Regions from separate parts of the Gossypium hirsutum genome. Here regions 2 and 3 are each linked to region 1. The links are chromatin contacts, called in public Hi-C maps. All regions are on one chromosome and are shown on one strand. The core of a region is the stretch at or near the end of the contact, and the rest is flanking DNA. Distances in the headings are between cores, read along the strand shown. Region 1 has its middle 67 kb from the start of LOC107951932. Region 2 holds the start of LOC107950666. Region 3 holds the start of LOC107951929 (phospholipase D alpha 4).

Region 1 (4,838 bases), core at 647-3,146:
CCGATCTATATATAAATACAAGATTGATTTCGGATATGCACTGTGTGTATATTTTCTGTGGGGTTTACACACTGAGTTTGTGGAAACTCACTCCTTCCTGTTTAATTTGTTCAAGTAATCCCCAGCATTAGGTGGATCGGTGCAGCGGAGGTCTCGGCAGTCACCACCACGATTTCGTACTATATTAATGCAGTTTTTCTTAATTATTTGTTTCCTCTTTTAATTTGGGTTTTACTTTGTAATTTCTGGGACTTTGGACTATCTGGTTTTAACTCGGTTTTATACTGTTGATGTTTTATTTTTGACAAGCATGATCAAAACTCTACTTTCACTAAAAACAAATAGTTTTTCTTATAAACTAAGGCTTTCAAAAATTAATTACAGGTTTCCCTAAAATTGTATGTTTTCAAAGCTTCCGCGAAAAAGAGATACGTTTTAATCATAACAAAGATTAAGTAACTGAAGCGATTTTTACTCGTCAAGTACAATATCAAAAGCACTATCATGAAACAACACCAGATTTGGCCATAACGTCTAGGCTGGGTTTGAGGTGTTACAATCATACTTTGAAACTTAAATGACAATGTACCAAGGTCAAATCAACATACTTTATATGAATTTCATATCCATCATTTGCCCATATAGATATCATAATTCCATCTTTCTTATCTTTTATTGTTCTTGATGAAACATCGTAAAACAACTAAATACACAGGTGCAAATCAGATCTAATTCTCGTTCGAGCTAATTATATACATCAGTGTTAGATTACCCATCCGGACTAAACCTTTATCGACACAATAAATAGCCTTGGTAGCCTTGGTAGGGCTGTATATAAATGTAAGGTTACCCGTCTAGGTAAACTAGTAAAACGACATCAAGTTACTCATATGAGCTAAACTTGTATCTGATGTATCTTCGAGTTCACCACAAATGCTGGAGCTCGGGATCATAAAAAATCAACCTCTAACTATGTACTAATTCATAAACAATCCAAACTTTCAATAGAACATATATATGCATTTAGACACAACTTAACAACAACTTAAACTTGTTTATATTGTATGAACTTACCTGGAAAAACAGCAATAGTTTAGCCATCAGGGATTATTTAGTAATTTTCTATTTTCCTCGTATATCCACTAGTTATTGTAAATCTCGATCTAAATCATATGACATTTCAATTTAATCTATCGAATAATACTTCATGTTTTACATTTTATTCAATTTAGTCCATAAAACAAAAAATGTTATAACTTTCTAATTTGAGATCTGATTTCGAAATTGATCTCAAATCCATCCTCCTATAGCCCATTAAAACCTATATTTATAAAAATTTCATGAAAATTCAAAATTATTACACTTTAGTCCCTAAGTTCAAAACTAGTAACTTTTATTTTACAAATCAAGTCTTTTTCTTCATATCTAAACTTCAAATCTAACCAAATAACCAAAAAAAAAAACTTCAATAATACATTAATTGTAAATTTTATAAAATTTATTTTTTTTTCAAAATAGTCTCTAGGCTAGCTAAACCAAGCTCTCAGAATCTCAAAAACATAAAAATTATAAGAAACGAGCTTGAAATCACTTACCAATTGAAAGAACAAAACTTGAAAAATGTTAGAACCCTAATTTCATTTTCCTTATCGTGATAAAGATGAAGATGATTAAAAATGGTCTCATCTTTTCCTTTTTAATTCCTTATATACTTTGATTAAGATTATTAAACCTTAAAAAAAATATTGCGAGACATTTGGTTCTTGTTTTCCGGTGTGTGGAGTCCATCTTTATTCTTTTGTTTAGGATAATTGGATGGTTGTTTTGTAGTGTTAGTGGTGGGTGGGTCCTACAAACGGTGTGATCTCATTTTAGGTACAGTGGCGGGCCGCTCGAGGAAGTATGATTGTTGTGTACGTGAATGACTATGAATCGACTAAGTTGCATCTAGGTCCTGGTTGATAGAGTTTCTTGATAAGTTTTGTTGTTCTCTAAGTAATTTTTTTATGTTCTTTTAAAAATTATGTGGTTCTTGTATGGTTCTTTACGTTAACCTTGCGTGGTTCTTTGTCATCTTCTACATGGATGCCATTAATAAATCTTTTGACTTTTTTACAATAAATATTAAATAATTGTACTTTTTCCTAGTGTAATTCTATCTTCTTTGGCTTTATGTTTATATTAGGATTCTTAGCTTTTCTTGTGGCTTTCAGCGTTGTTAGGTCTTGGCCCTGTTTCTGTGCCTTTGTGCCTCTGTTGACTTTTGTCAGGCTATGGAATGAAACATTGTGTTCTCTCTTGTTTCTATGAATGAAAGAGATTGTTGGAGTATTCATCATGTTTCTTGAATCTCGAGTGGTGGTTTTTCAATTTCCTGAGTCAGGTTGTGCTTTTTCATCCTTTCTTGGGGTCTCCTTTGGGTGCCAGTATAGAATAGGATTTTAACAGACTATTAAAAAAATTAAATTCCTTGAAGGAAGAAAGAATAAAGATCTTTTACACAAATTCGGGCTCCAACATTTCCCAGGGTTTCGAGGCTTATGCTATAGGAAAAATATTGTCCATTGAAAAGGTTAATCATGAAGCTATGTATCGAGTATTCAAGTCAATCTGGTACACAAAAGAGGAGGTTAACTTTGTGGTGACAAAAGAAGGAGTTATTTTGGTTAAGTTTTGGAATGTGGAAGATGATACCGTCGGTAACGTTACTGGAAGAACAAGAAATGAAGAAGAAAGAACTAAGAGAGGAAGAGATGAAAGCAGTTGAGATAAGAGAACCAAGAAGGGAGAATAATTCAATTTTTCATAATACCCCTCATGTCTGTGATACGGGGTTAAAAGAGTGCAGCACAAACACACAGATAGTGTCAATACAAACAGGACAAAACTCACCATTTAAAGAAAACAAAACAGACAAACGCAGCGTTTGACGCATGATAATTAGAAATTAAAAATAGTGTGAAATAAACAGAGTTGAAACCATGGCCTTCCATTTTGGTCTGTATCAGTTACTCCCTTCTCGAACAGGATCCGTGTCCTTAAGGATGAAAATTAGGATATCGCTTCTGTAATGCTTGTAGATCCTCTCATGTTGAGTCTTCAAGGTAGGTGTTGAACCATTCAACCAGCACCTTTATTGTCGCACGATTGCCCTTCTTAACCATTCTTCTTTCCAATATTCTTGATGGTTCTTTGTCGAGGGTACCATCAGTCCCTACTACAGGCAGCATAGGCGAATGTGGTGTCTTATCGATGTAACTTTTGAGCTGGGAGACCTGGAACGTAGGGTGAATTCTTAATCCCGGTGGCAAAGTTAGTTTGTAAGCAACTGAACCCACTTTGGCTTCCACAAGGAAGGGTCCAAAGTATTTAGGTGACAATTTGTGATTCTTTAGCTTCCGGAGTGAGTGTTGTCGGTATGGCTGCAACCTAAGGTATACCCAATCTCTAATTTCAAAACTCCTATCTGACCTCTTCTTGTTGGCAAGCTGTATCATTCTCTCTTGAGCTCTCTTCAAATGAAAGTGAAGAAGCCTCCTCATAGCTTCTCTGTTTTGCAAGCTTCGATCTACTGTAGCTACATTAGAAGAACTAGCTGGATACGGTAAGTTTTAGAGTGGGACTTGGCCATAAAAGGCCTCATATGGAGTGGTTTGAATCGCTGAATGGTGTGTGGTGTTGTACCACCATTCAGCTAAGGGTAACCATTGCACCTACTCCTTAGGACATTCACCAGCCATGCATCTTAGATAGCCTTCTAGGCATCGGTTCAGAACCACAGTCTATCCATTCGTTTGGGGATGATATGCTGTCGATAAACACAGTTTAGACCCCAACGTTCTAAAGAGTTCTTGCCAGAAATTGCTCACAAATATTTTGTCCTGATCTGACACGATTGTCTCAGGAATACCATGTAGCTTATAAACATGTGTCAAGTATTCTTGGGCGACAGTGATGGCTATGAAAGGGTGTGAGAGGGTATGAAATGCCCATACTTTGTGAGTCTATTGACTATCACTAATTTGGTGTTCTTGTTGCGGGAAGTAGGTAACCCTTCTATGAAATCCATGCTGATAGCTTGCCATACACGAGAGGAATGGGTAGAGGCTGTAAAAGACCAGGAGAGGCTACCAAATCTGCCTTGCACCGTTGACAAACAGGGCATTTCCTAACCCATTTCCTTATATCCTTAGCTAGAGCCTTCCAATATATCTGTCTGGACATTCTAACCTTGGTAGTGTGTGCTCTTGAGTGACCTCCCAATGAACTACTATGAAAACTTTCGAATAGCTCCCTCCTAAGGCTTTCATCATTCCCTACGACTGCCTTCCCTTTTCTTCTTAATATCTGACAATCCCATGAGTAATTCGGGTGCCTCTGAGGGTTGTCTTGGAGCTCGATGCATAGTTGTTGTAGCTTGGAATCAACTAAGACAGATTTAACTCTTTTTCCCATAATTCTGACCATGAAATGCTTCATATACATTGTAACGATTGTCCCACTGATTCTTGAGATTTTATGGATAGGGCATCAACTACCAAATTTTGTGCACCCCTCCTGTACGTGATGTAGTAGTCATATCCCAGCATTTTGACTACCCATTTTTGCTGGAATGGGGTAATAGCTTGTCTATCTGCTAAAAACTTTAGGCTTTGGTGATCAGTCCTAATTTGAAACCTCTTCCCAACCAAGTACGTGTGCCATTTCTTGACTGCCATGAGAACTACAAGCATTTCCATATCATAGATGGAAAGCACTTGATGCTTCACCCCTAGTCCCTTACTGAAGAATGCCACGGGTCTCCCTTTTTGGTGTAACACAGCCCCAACCCCTTGACC
Region 2 (4,838 bases), core at 1,032-3,531, 250 kb before region 1:
TGACTGTCAGAGTATAAAAACACAGGATTCGGAGCACTAACAGATATTTGAAACTTTAACTATGCAGTACACTGAACCTAGCATCTGTCTGGCAGTCAACCTTATTCAAGCATAAAAACTCATCTAAAAGATAATGTTGGATTTTGGGAATCCCAGCAAGATATCAGCTTAAATCAGGCCTAAGTTTGAGAGCCTTGAGTTGGTGTCAAGTTTTAAGCCTTACTACTTCTTATTAACATTGGTACAATTGAATCTCGTTCTCAGCATAAAATGTGCCAGACAAACTCAATACAAATTTGAAATAGCCTATATTCCTACCTTATGCCAACTTTACGTTTCAGATCGATTTCCAAGTAACAGAAACGATATAATTACTTTCTTATGTAGCTGAAAAATTTCTACCAAATACTTTTGTCGTTTGCTCATCTAAGTCTCTAGAACAATAATATCTATTTTGCCAATTGATTTGAAGTCCTTAGATGCTTCCAGCACATTGTCTGCAGAGAAGCAAGCGCCAGAATCTACCACTAAAAACTTGAAACTAGCCCCACCAAACTTTACCAAAATCCTCAAGTCCCTCAATTAAATACTATTCTATGATACCTTAAACTAGGCTCATCCTTTATAACATACAAGAAAAGATGAAAATTTCACCATGACCTTCTTGTACTAGCAACTTTATATGAGGCCCAGCTTCTTTAAAGAATACTTGTAGAATTGACTCATGCTTCTTCAGAGACTAATTCAAATCACCTCCGTAGACATATAAGTATATTATGATCATAGCCCCAGAAAGATGAGAACACAAGCATTTCTGATTATCTCAAATGCAGGTAAACAAAACTGCCTTCAATCTAGTTCTTTTTTTCGGAAATACACAGATTTAGTTCATCTAACCTGCAATTTAATTTAGAGCGTCATCTAATCCATTTGAAATGACAAAACTTCAATAAATAATGAATTCTACAGAGCAGATCCCCATGAAGAGGCCATCCACATGGTTTAAGGGGTCATCTTAACTAAACAGCCAAAGAAAAACCTTGTTTCCTATTACCTCAATTGATTATTCTGTGTCCTAATTCAGGCTAAAAGTTTCAGATTCTCTTCATTCATCTTGTTGAACAAAAAAAAAAACACAAACTCAAATAATTTCAAATTGGATAAGTCTTAACCTTGATGGAAAGCAAAGAATACAAATTTAAACTATTGCTTGAAATAAGAAAGGACTTGATTATCTTACACTAAGAAGCAACAATGGGACTTTCTTTACTATCAAGATAACCCATAAAATAAAGCAACATTCAAAAGCAAAAATCTTAAACTACAATAATTCAATACAAATTATAAAAAGGGTAGCCTTTATTAGTACTTGTCAAGTTAATCAATAGATTAAAGAACATCAAGAAAAAAGTGGAACTTCAACAAACCTGAGCTAATGTCAATCCTTTGTTTCCATGACACTTAACAAGCTGATCGTATTGTTGCTTGATCTTCCTTTGCGTTGCACTACTCGTTGATGTAAAAGGGTACAAACAAACCAGCTGGGGCTTGACCTGAGAACCCGAACAACTCTGACCTGGTTCTTCCCTTTTCTTTCTGTCTTCCTCATTTTCTTCTTCGCCTTTGGAATCCAATCTCTTCTTCTTTCCTCTTTTCTTTTTCTTCTTCGCGCTTTGAGATTCAAACAGGTCCCCTTCTCGAACCGACCCAACTTGCCTCGTTTCTTCCCTAGGATGGCTTTCACCTGTAAACAAATCAGCCCATTGTGTAGAATCAGAAGGCAAGATCTCTAGCAGAAGCGAATGGGGAAATTGGGTGGAATCGTTTTCCCGAGTTTGGGCATTTTTATGGGAGAGAGAAGGGTTGGAAAGGGCCGGTTCATTCTGGGATTTTCCTTGTTCGTCTTGTGGATGTTGTTGCTTATGGAGCCTTTTCTTATAGTAGAAAGAAAATAAAAAGAACAGGAAAGAGAGAGCGAAAGAGAAGAGAAAGCAGACGAAAAACATTTGTAGGGATTATTAGTTTTTTAGTTTATGAAACAAAACTAAACATAAAAAAAAAAGGAAAAGTAAAAGGAATGAATGAATGAATGAAAGAAAAACTAGAGAGGAATAATATTTCAAGGTTCAGCCGCCATCAAAACGCGTCATCAGGACTGGCAAAAAAAAAAGCAGGAACAAAGAGAAAGATATAGAAGTGTTGGATGTTCTGTTGTACGTTGCTCCTAATGGTTCAAAACGAGAGGGGCAAAGGCGAAGGCAGTGTTTGTAATTGTGTAATACGATAATGGTTTTGGGATAATATAATCATAATAAATTGGGTAAATTACCAAAATATCACTTTTGTTTACCCAAAGTTACATTTTAGTCACTTATGTTTGAAATATTACGATTTAGTTACTTATATTAACGTGTTGTAACATTTTAGTCACTGAGCCGTTAATGATACGATAAGCCAAGGTGGAATGTTAAAACTAGTCCCTATACTTTTATTTTTTAAAATAATTTACTTTTTTTCTTTTTATTTCTTTATTTTCCTTTTCTTCTTCCCCTCTAATTTTACTAAATGGAAAATATAGAAAAACTACTTTCAAAAAAATGGAGAAAGGAAGAAGCAAAAGAGAATGAAAAATAAAGAAAAAAAAAAGAAGTTAAAAGAACATAAAAGAAAAAAAATTTAATTATTCAAAACGAAAAAAATATAAAAACTAATTGTATTATTTAACCTAAAATTTTTATTTAAAATAATAATTTAACGTGTGTGATGTGAGTGAAGTAAATAAAAATATTAAAATAGTTTACACTAGTAAATTTTGGCTAAGTAGTTTTAATTTTTAAAGCCGTTGATTAAGGAAAATGATCTAAGTGGTACTGCCCACCCAATATGCTAGTCAAAGGGATTGTTGTGTTTCGGTTTTGGTCCTTAAATATAATAGATTAAAATATGCATACTTCCCTTACTTTTTTATATATTTATTTTAAGAATTTAATATTTCAATTTTTCTAATTTCAACATTCACGTCTCATTATTAATTATGTTTATATTCTTTTCTTAAATTTGCTAGTTTAACATTTTAAAATAATAAAAAATACTTACTTGATCATCTCCAAAAATAATATAACATACTTAAATCAAAAAATTTAATAATATTAACAATTGAATTTATATTTTTAAATTTAAAAAGTAAAGAGATTTACGCTAAAAATATCGTTGACTTTCCTATTGACTCCATCTAAAATTATATCTTGACCATTCATTCTCAACACCTTGTGGTGAGATCATCCGTTCTCAGCACACTATAAAAGGTCCAGTTAGGCATAACAATCTCGTACTGATTAAATGAATAACATAATGGGCCTCACGATGTACGTCTTTCACACATTGGATGAGGATAATTTTTTTCATGGCAAGCAATTGTCCTCTTGTCCTAGCTCTAGCTCTCAACTTTTTCACATCATTCGCCCTCCTTAAAACTGCCACTTACTCCTCCTTACTCTTCTTTCTTCCTATACTTTGTATCAACAATTGTCAAAAGTCTCATTAGCAAAAATATAGCTTAAATTTTGCATGGCCTAATATCGGCATAAATTAGAAACTAAAAAATAATAATAATGTTACTTTACCATTAGTGTAACCATTAGTGTAATGATAAATGGTTTATGTTGTTTTAAGTACTTGTTGACACCAAGGTGTTGTTTGATACATTAAAAAATTAAGTACTGAATTTAAGTTATAAATTTATTTGATATATTACTTAAAATTAATTATAGAATATAACTAGATTATTTGAAATATATATTTTTAAATTATAAAAATTATATTCTATATTTTATCCTTAATTTTTAAACATTTCACCTTGTTCTAAACAAAAGAAATTAATGTAAATTTTTATATTATAATATAATATTAAAATAAATAAATATAAAATTATTTTTTTTATACAACAAGTCTATCAAATTTTTTTATTTTGATTTACCAAATGTGTGTAAAAAAATAAATCATTAAAAATATTAAATTTTAATTATTTTTTTCAATAATCCATCAAACAAAGCTCAAATGTTACGTTTAAATCTAAATAACCCAAGTGTTACGTTCAAATCTAGATAATATAAGGTTTAGTTTAACAATGCTTCTCAAAAACACTTCTAGGGAGAAACCAAAATTTTCAGCTTCTCAAAAAAGTACTTTTAAGCCGCTTTTTGGCGTGTGAAAAACACTTTTTTCTCTAAAAAAAATCGTTTGTTTAGAAATACTTTTTAAAAGTGTTTCTTAAAAGTAATACTAAACACATCCTATTTGACTAAGAAAATCAAAAAAAAAGTAGCATTTAATTTGATTATTACTTAAATTTATTTGGTGGTCTAATTTACGTTATCCTGTTTGCAAATTAAAAAATTATAATTATTTTAATTAAATTTTAATTTTATTTAATTTAAAATTTAATTTAATTTTTTATAATATAAAAGTAAATAATTTATGTTTAAGTTAGTAAAAAGAATTTCAAATGATATATTTAAATAAAATTAAAAATCAGATGGAAAAATTGGACCCAAACCAATGAAATTTGATTCGATTTTGGTTGGAATTTTGAAAAACCAATGTAATCACAACTTTTGGCGGAAACTAATATTTTGGACAACCCCTTACCTCAATAAAAGATGATAATTTTAATAAAAATTATTTAAATATTAGTTATGAAAGTTGAAACGTGAAGAAGCACATGTTATCAATAAAATAACTATTTATAATTTTTTAATACCAAATGAGAAAACGTGTTTTTACTGTTATGTCAGTAAAAATGTGTCTTACAGAGTATATTTTCACTTAAGATTAATAAT
Region 3 (4,838 bases), core at 1,266-3,765, 130 kb before region 1:
GTTAATATTGAATCAAGATTGTCCTCTTGATACTCAATACATCCAACTAGACCAGCCTGACCTTGGATAAGGTCTTTCATATTTTGGATATGTCTGGTCCAATCCAATTTTAATTAATTTTATTTAGCTTTAACGATGGAATATAAGGATACTATCACAACATCAATCTATTGTATTTTAATATTAAACGAATAGCAAATGGTGGCATGATGGGTGGGTTTGGATTGAATCAAAATTATGAAAAAAATGTATAAATAAATAATCAAAGGTAGGGTCATTGGCAATAAAATAAGAAACGTACTGGTATTACCTATCATCACCTTGGAGTGGACATAAACCATGAACCTCCTATGCTTTTGGGCCTTCCAGTATTGTGTGGAAGGGTGAGGGGAATGTGGAGGAACGAACTCTTCTTTGCTCTCTTTTTCCCTATTTGCAAGACAAAAGAAGTTCAAGTAATCACAGGGGTGTTCTTGTCCACCGCTTTCTTTTATGGCTTCACCGATCAATCTATACATCATTTCCATGGTTTGCCTTGTCCAATGCAATATATCATGTACCGGTTCGCTCTCAGGCACTCCTTCAGGCCACATTGGTATCAATATATACACAGCAAACCTCTCTTTCGCTTTGATTTTGCTTGCCACTTTAAGTGCAATCTCTATTGGAATCAAGTTTCTACACCCTGACTTCTTATCTTTATCCCATAAATGACATCCCCCTATGAAATATTGATTTTCTATATATATGAACCTGTCAGCTCGCCTTATTGCTTCTACGTATGCTTCATGGATGCTTTGCTCCACAGTTAAGTTTTTAGACAATTGGTTCGTCGACACATGGTCGATTGATCTAAAAACTTGTACCTTCCAATTCCGGTCGTCGCTCTCGTCAGGGTTGCTTGAAGAAAAGGGCTGTCGTATGAGATTGGGTATTGAGTTTATAGGCGGTAATAAAGAAGGGTCACATTGCTTATTCCAGCGTTCCTCGAAATTGGCAAGCACATCCCAAGCAGCTTCCCCAGTGATACATGCGTGGGCGTCATGCCATGGCTCCCTTGGCCCTCCTTTGTGAAGGCTAGCCCCGGAGATGTTGGTTTGATAGAAGTCGAAACAATGAGATTCCATGTTAAGTGTTCGAAACAATGAATGTTCTTCGGTGTCGTATCGGCCGTCACAGAGATCAACTCCACCGACAAAGCTCATGATTTCTCTGTCGTTGATCAACGAACCGTAGGCGGCTCTGGTATCAACTGTCACGGTCTTTTGATGGTGAGCAAAGAGTGTGGGGAACTTATGGTGCAATCTTGGGCATAATTTGCATTCGACTTTGGTGTGTTTGAAATATGCAAAAGCGTCTTCATCATGCGTTCTCATTACTCCTTGGTTCTTGATAAATGGTAAGGAAGTTTCATCGTTCCAAAGCATAATCCTCACTGCTACACCTTCTTCAGCTTTTCGTTTCAACAATTCACCAAGTTTTACCCCTCTTGCATGTGGAATACTTGTTTCAGGATCCCGGACCTGTTTTCGAAAACATTATAGAGTAAATTCTGATTTCATGTTGTTCTCAACAATAATCATCTGAGAAGAAAAAGAACAAAAGGAAAAAAGGATTAATGATTTGAAATACCAAAGCCATATTTGGATTGAAAGACCAGCCTGCAATGTAAACCAAATGTTTAGCACCCTCAATGGCCTTATATACATCCTCCCACAGTTTTGTTGGAGCAGAAGAGAAGGAAGAAAATGGAGGCTGAAAAGCTGAGGTATGGTGGACGTCTTGATAAAGCTTCACATTGCAATCGGCGCGTTGAGGAAAAGTAGCGTTTCGAAGCCCCTGGAATCCTCTACCGTCAATCACTCTTCCCCATGTTGGTTCAAACTCCGCTGGTTTGAACCACAACATGAACCTCAGCTTTACTTCTGGACTGGTTTTACCATTTTCAAGTTGGAGAGGAAAGAAGCCATTGATCAAACTTGAGTCCATTAGTATTTGCCTTGCCTGGATGCTGAATTTGCCTAAGATGGAACACTTTGTTTTCATTGTAATGGTGATGGTTGAATCAGGTGGATGAGCACACAGAATTTGAAATGTTTGGTTCCATACACGATCTCGTTCCAGGGTTGTCTTTGCTACCTTCTTATTGTCCAGCTTGATCGTAACGTAGGTTGGCTTTCCATTTGCAATCATACACTTCAAAACAAGCAAACAAACTTGTAAGTTTGTAAAGGACATCAAAATTATTGTGATCATCGTGGAAATTAATAAAACCAAAACAACTTACATTGAAGGGAAAGGAAGGTGTGTAAGGTGTTGCATCAAAGATGGAGGCTTCAAGTGTTCCATGGAGGAACTTTTGCTTACTCTCCATTGCTATGATCCTCCAAATTAAAACAAAGAGAGATGGATGAAAAAGCTTGTAAAGGTCAGTTTTGTTTTTTAAGATGGGATATGTTTTTTGGGTATGCCCATCTTTGAGTATTTAAAGGTATAGGGTGACATCGAATTGGAAACTTGCCTTGGAGAAACTTGTGAAATTCCCCATTACTAATCCTCGAAGTCTTTAACAAGTTTTTCTCTTCAAGTTGAAGTTTACTTAAAACTCAAATCACAAGTTGAATATTTAACAATTTCTTCTTTCATTTAGACGTATGTATCTCTATACAAACATCTGCTTTGTATGGTATTGTGATATTGAACGACTTGAAAAGAAAATAGTATAGGAATTGTGAGAAAAAGGAAACATCATTTTCACCCCTTATTATTTAACTTTTTCGGAAATACGGCATGTGATGCAATGAGAAAGTACACCAGCATATCAAGGGTGACGAAAGATGATTTGATAATTTTACCCTGTTTTTACAATTTTATTTCGCAAGTCTTTTCGTTTTTTCAAGTTATTAATGAAGGCTAACAAATTAGTCGAAATGATAGTTACATTAAGATTATATTCAATTTAAATTATTATTTAATAAATAAAAAATTTATTATAAATATCTTATTAAGTAGATCTCCATCAAGATCAACATCAGTTTTGATCTACTTTAAATTCTAAGTCATTAGAAGTAAATCTTTTCTTTATTTTTATTTTTTATGCCTATAAATAGAGATTTTCGAGAAGCTTTGTAAATATTCCCATTCATCAATAAAATACATTCTTTATTGCTTCCCACATTTTCATTGTTCTTTATTCTCTATCAGTACGATTCTATTTTAATTGTTTTTCTCCATAAGTCACAAAAATATCCAAAAATTTACTATTGTCGATTGCCTCTTAGAGTTGTTGCTATTTTAATTGAGGCCTGCGCACTATGGGTAATCATTAGAGCCTTTAACCACTCAGGTACACATGAATCTCTAAATTTTTTTTATACCCTTTTATTCAAAGAAATTTATATAATCCTTACGTGGTATATTTTTCTCCTTTGTTGATTGATTTTTTGTAAAATTATTTTATGAAAAAATATTACTAATTTAATATTTCTTTTAAACTAAGATTCCTTTATTAAATTATAGTATGTATGCTATTTGGATGATCAAATTTTTTGAAGATTCAAATGTGCTTCTATGGTAGCAATATCATGATTTTTTTTTTACTTATGATTGAACAAAAGTTTTTAACCAAGAAACCTAACCATACCCTGGAGAGAATGTAACAATATGTAATAAATTCGAAAGATATAATCTTTAATGTGGATGTAGAAAATTGGACTATAATAATAGTCACGGGGGATTATCGTAATAAATTTTCTCACTACCAAAAGTGAAAAAATGAAGAAGACAAGAAAAGATCAAGAATTTCCAAGAACTTTTTAAGAAGAGAGACAATTTATTTATGAAGAGTCATTGGTTATGTACCTATTGTATACTTGGAAAATAAGATCCACTTTCAAAGTTTGCTATTAATAGATTTTAATTGGATTCAAAGTCTACTATTAAAGTTTAATTTGCTTACTTTTTTATCGTCAAGACTCAACGTAGAACAAAAAAAAAGTATGCCTTGAAATATTAAATATTTTTAAGTCTTTAAAATGTATTCTAAGCTAGACGCAAGAAAGGCTCGAGCTCCTCAAACAATAAGGAAAAAAAGAGTTGGAGTGAAAAGCAAAAGAGAGATAGTGGAAAAATGAAGCATCCACCTTGTTCTCATTTCAAGAAGAGCACTTGGAGAAATACTGTTGGTTCAGGCCTAACATACAATGTAGAGCCTGCAAACAATTTGGCCACATGGAAAGGTGAGAAAAATAAAATAAAAAAATAAAAAAAGAAATTTTACGTGGAAACCCTTTCGGGAAAAAACCACGGGCAGAGGAGAAGAAAATTCACTATGTCGAAAAATTGAATCAATACAAGAGGAATAGACTATGTCTGTTTATAGGCTTGTAAAGCCATATTCTAGTAGGATTGAAACACCTTATCCTAATCAATATAAAATAGATGAAGTTTAATAAGGTTTAAAAACCTTATTCTAAAATAAAATAAAAGAAGTCTAGTTCTATATGGATTTTACTTTTATTTTATTTTCCATCGTATTTTATTTAAATAAGAATTTGGGTCACTTAATTCTAACAATCTCCACCTTGACACAAATTCTCAATGAACAAGTTCTTTATCGCGAACTTTCAATAAACAATTTCTTCACCTCTTCCATAAAACCCCTTAAGGGTTTAACTTCAACAATGAACACCAACCAAGTTTGAGCAATGCTCAAACTTGGTTATAGGAAGTGACTTAGTCATCATATCTGCAGGATTTTCATGAGTACTAATTTTGCTCACAACAATATCACCACGAGCAATAATATCACTAACAAAATGATACCGAACATCAATGTG

Evidence for each region. Hi-C and Micro-C count contacts between places; a contact is called where the count stands out from the background.
Region 2: a contact with region 1 is called in a Hi-C map of leaf, with 1.8 times the contacts expected there. The contact joins the promoter of LOC107950666 here to the enhancer-like site in region 1. A contact is called at or near these places in 2 of 34 Hi-C or Micro-C datasets (both in leaf).
Region 3: a contact with region 1 is called in a Hi-C map of hypocotyl, with 4 times the contacts expected there. The contact joins the promoter of LOC107951929 here to the enhancer-like site in region 1. A contact is called at or near these places in 15 of 34 Hi-C or Micro-C datasets (anther, fibers, hypocotyl and 3 more).

Annotation. Positions count from the first base shown.
Region 1 is chrA02:82,472,350-82,477,187 of Gossypium_hirsutum_v2.1, forward strand. No RefSeq gene overlaps it. Among protein-coding and RNA genes, the nearest start is that of LOC107951932, 67 kb to the right of the region's middle. Within about 2 kb of position 1,897, at least 9 of the 9 cell types and tissues checked have an H3K27ac peak or open chromatin away from gene starts, as enhancers often do. A contact at or near this core is called in fibers, hypocotyl and leaf, where this site is marked.
Region 2 is chrA02:82,224,500-82,229,337 of Gossypium_hirsutum_v2.1, forward strand. LOC107950666 reads right to left here and starts at 2,282. Exons shown (of 7, transcript XM_016885551.2): 1 at 1,428-2,282. The coding sequence starts at 2,006.
Region 3 is chrA02:82,341,144-82,345,981 of Gossypium_hirsutum_v2.1, forward strand. LOC107951929 (phospholipase D alpha 4) reads right to left here and starts at 2,516. Exons shown (of 4, transcript XM_016887113.2): 1 at 2,288-2,516; 2 at 1,633-2,196; 3 at 311-1,523. The coding sequence starts at 2,374.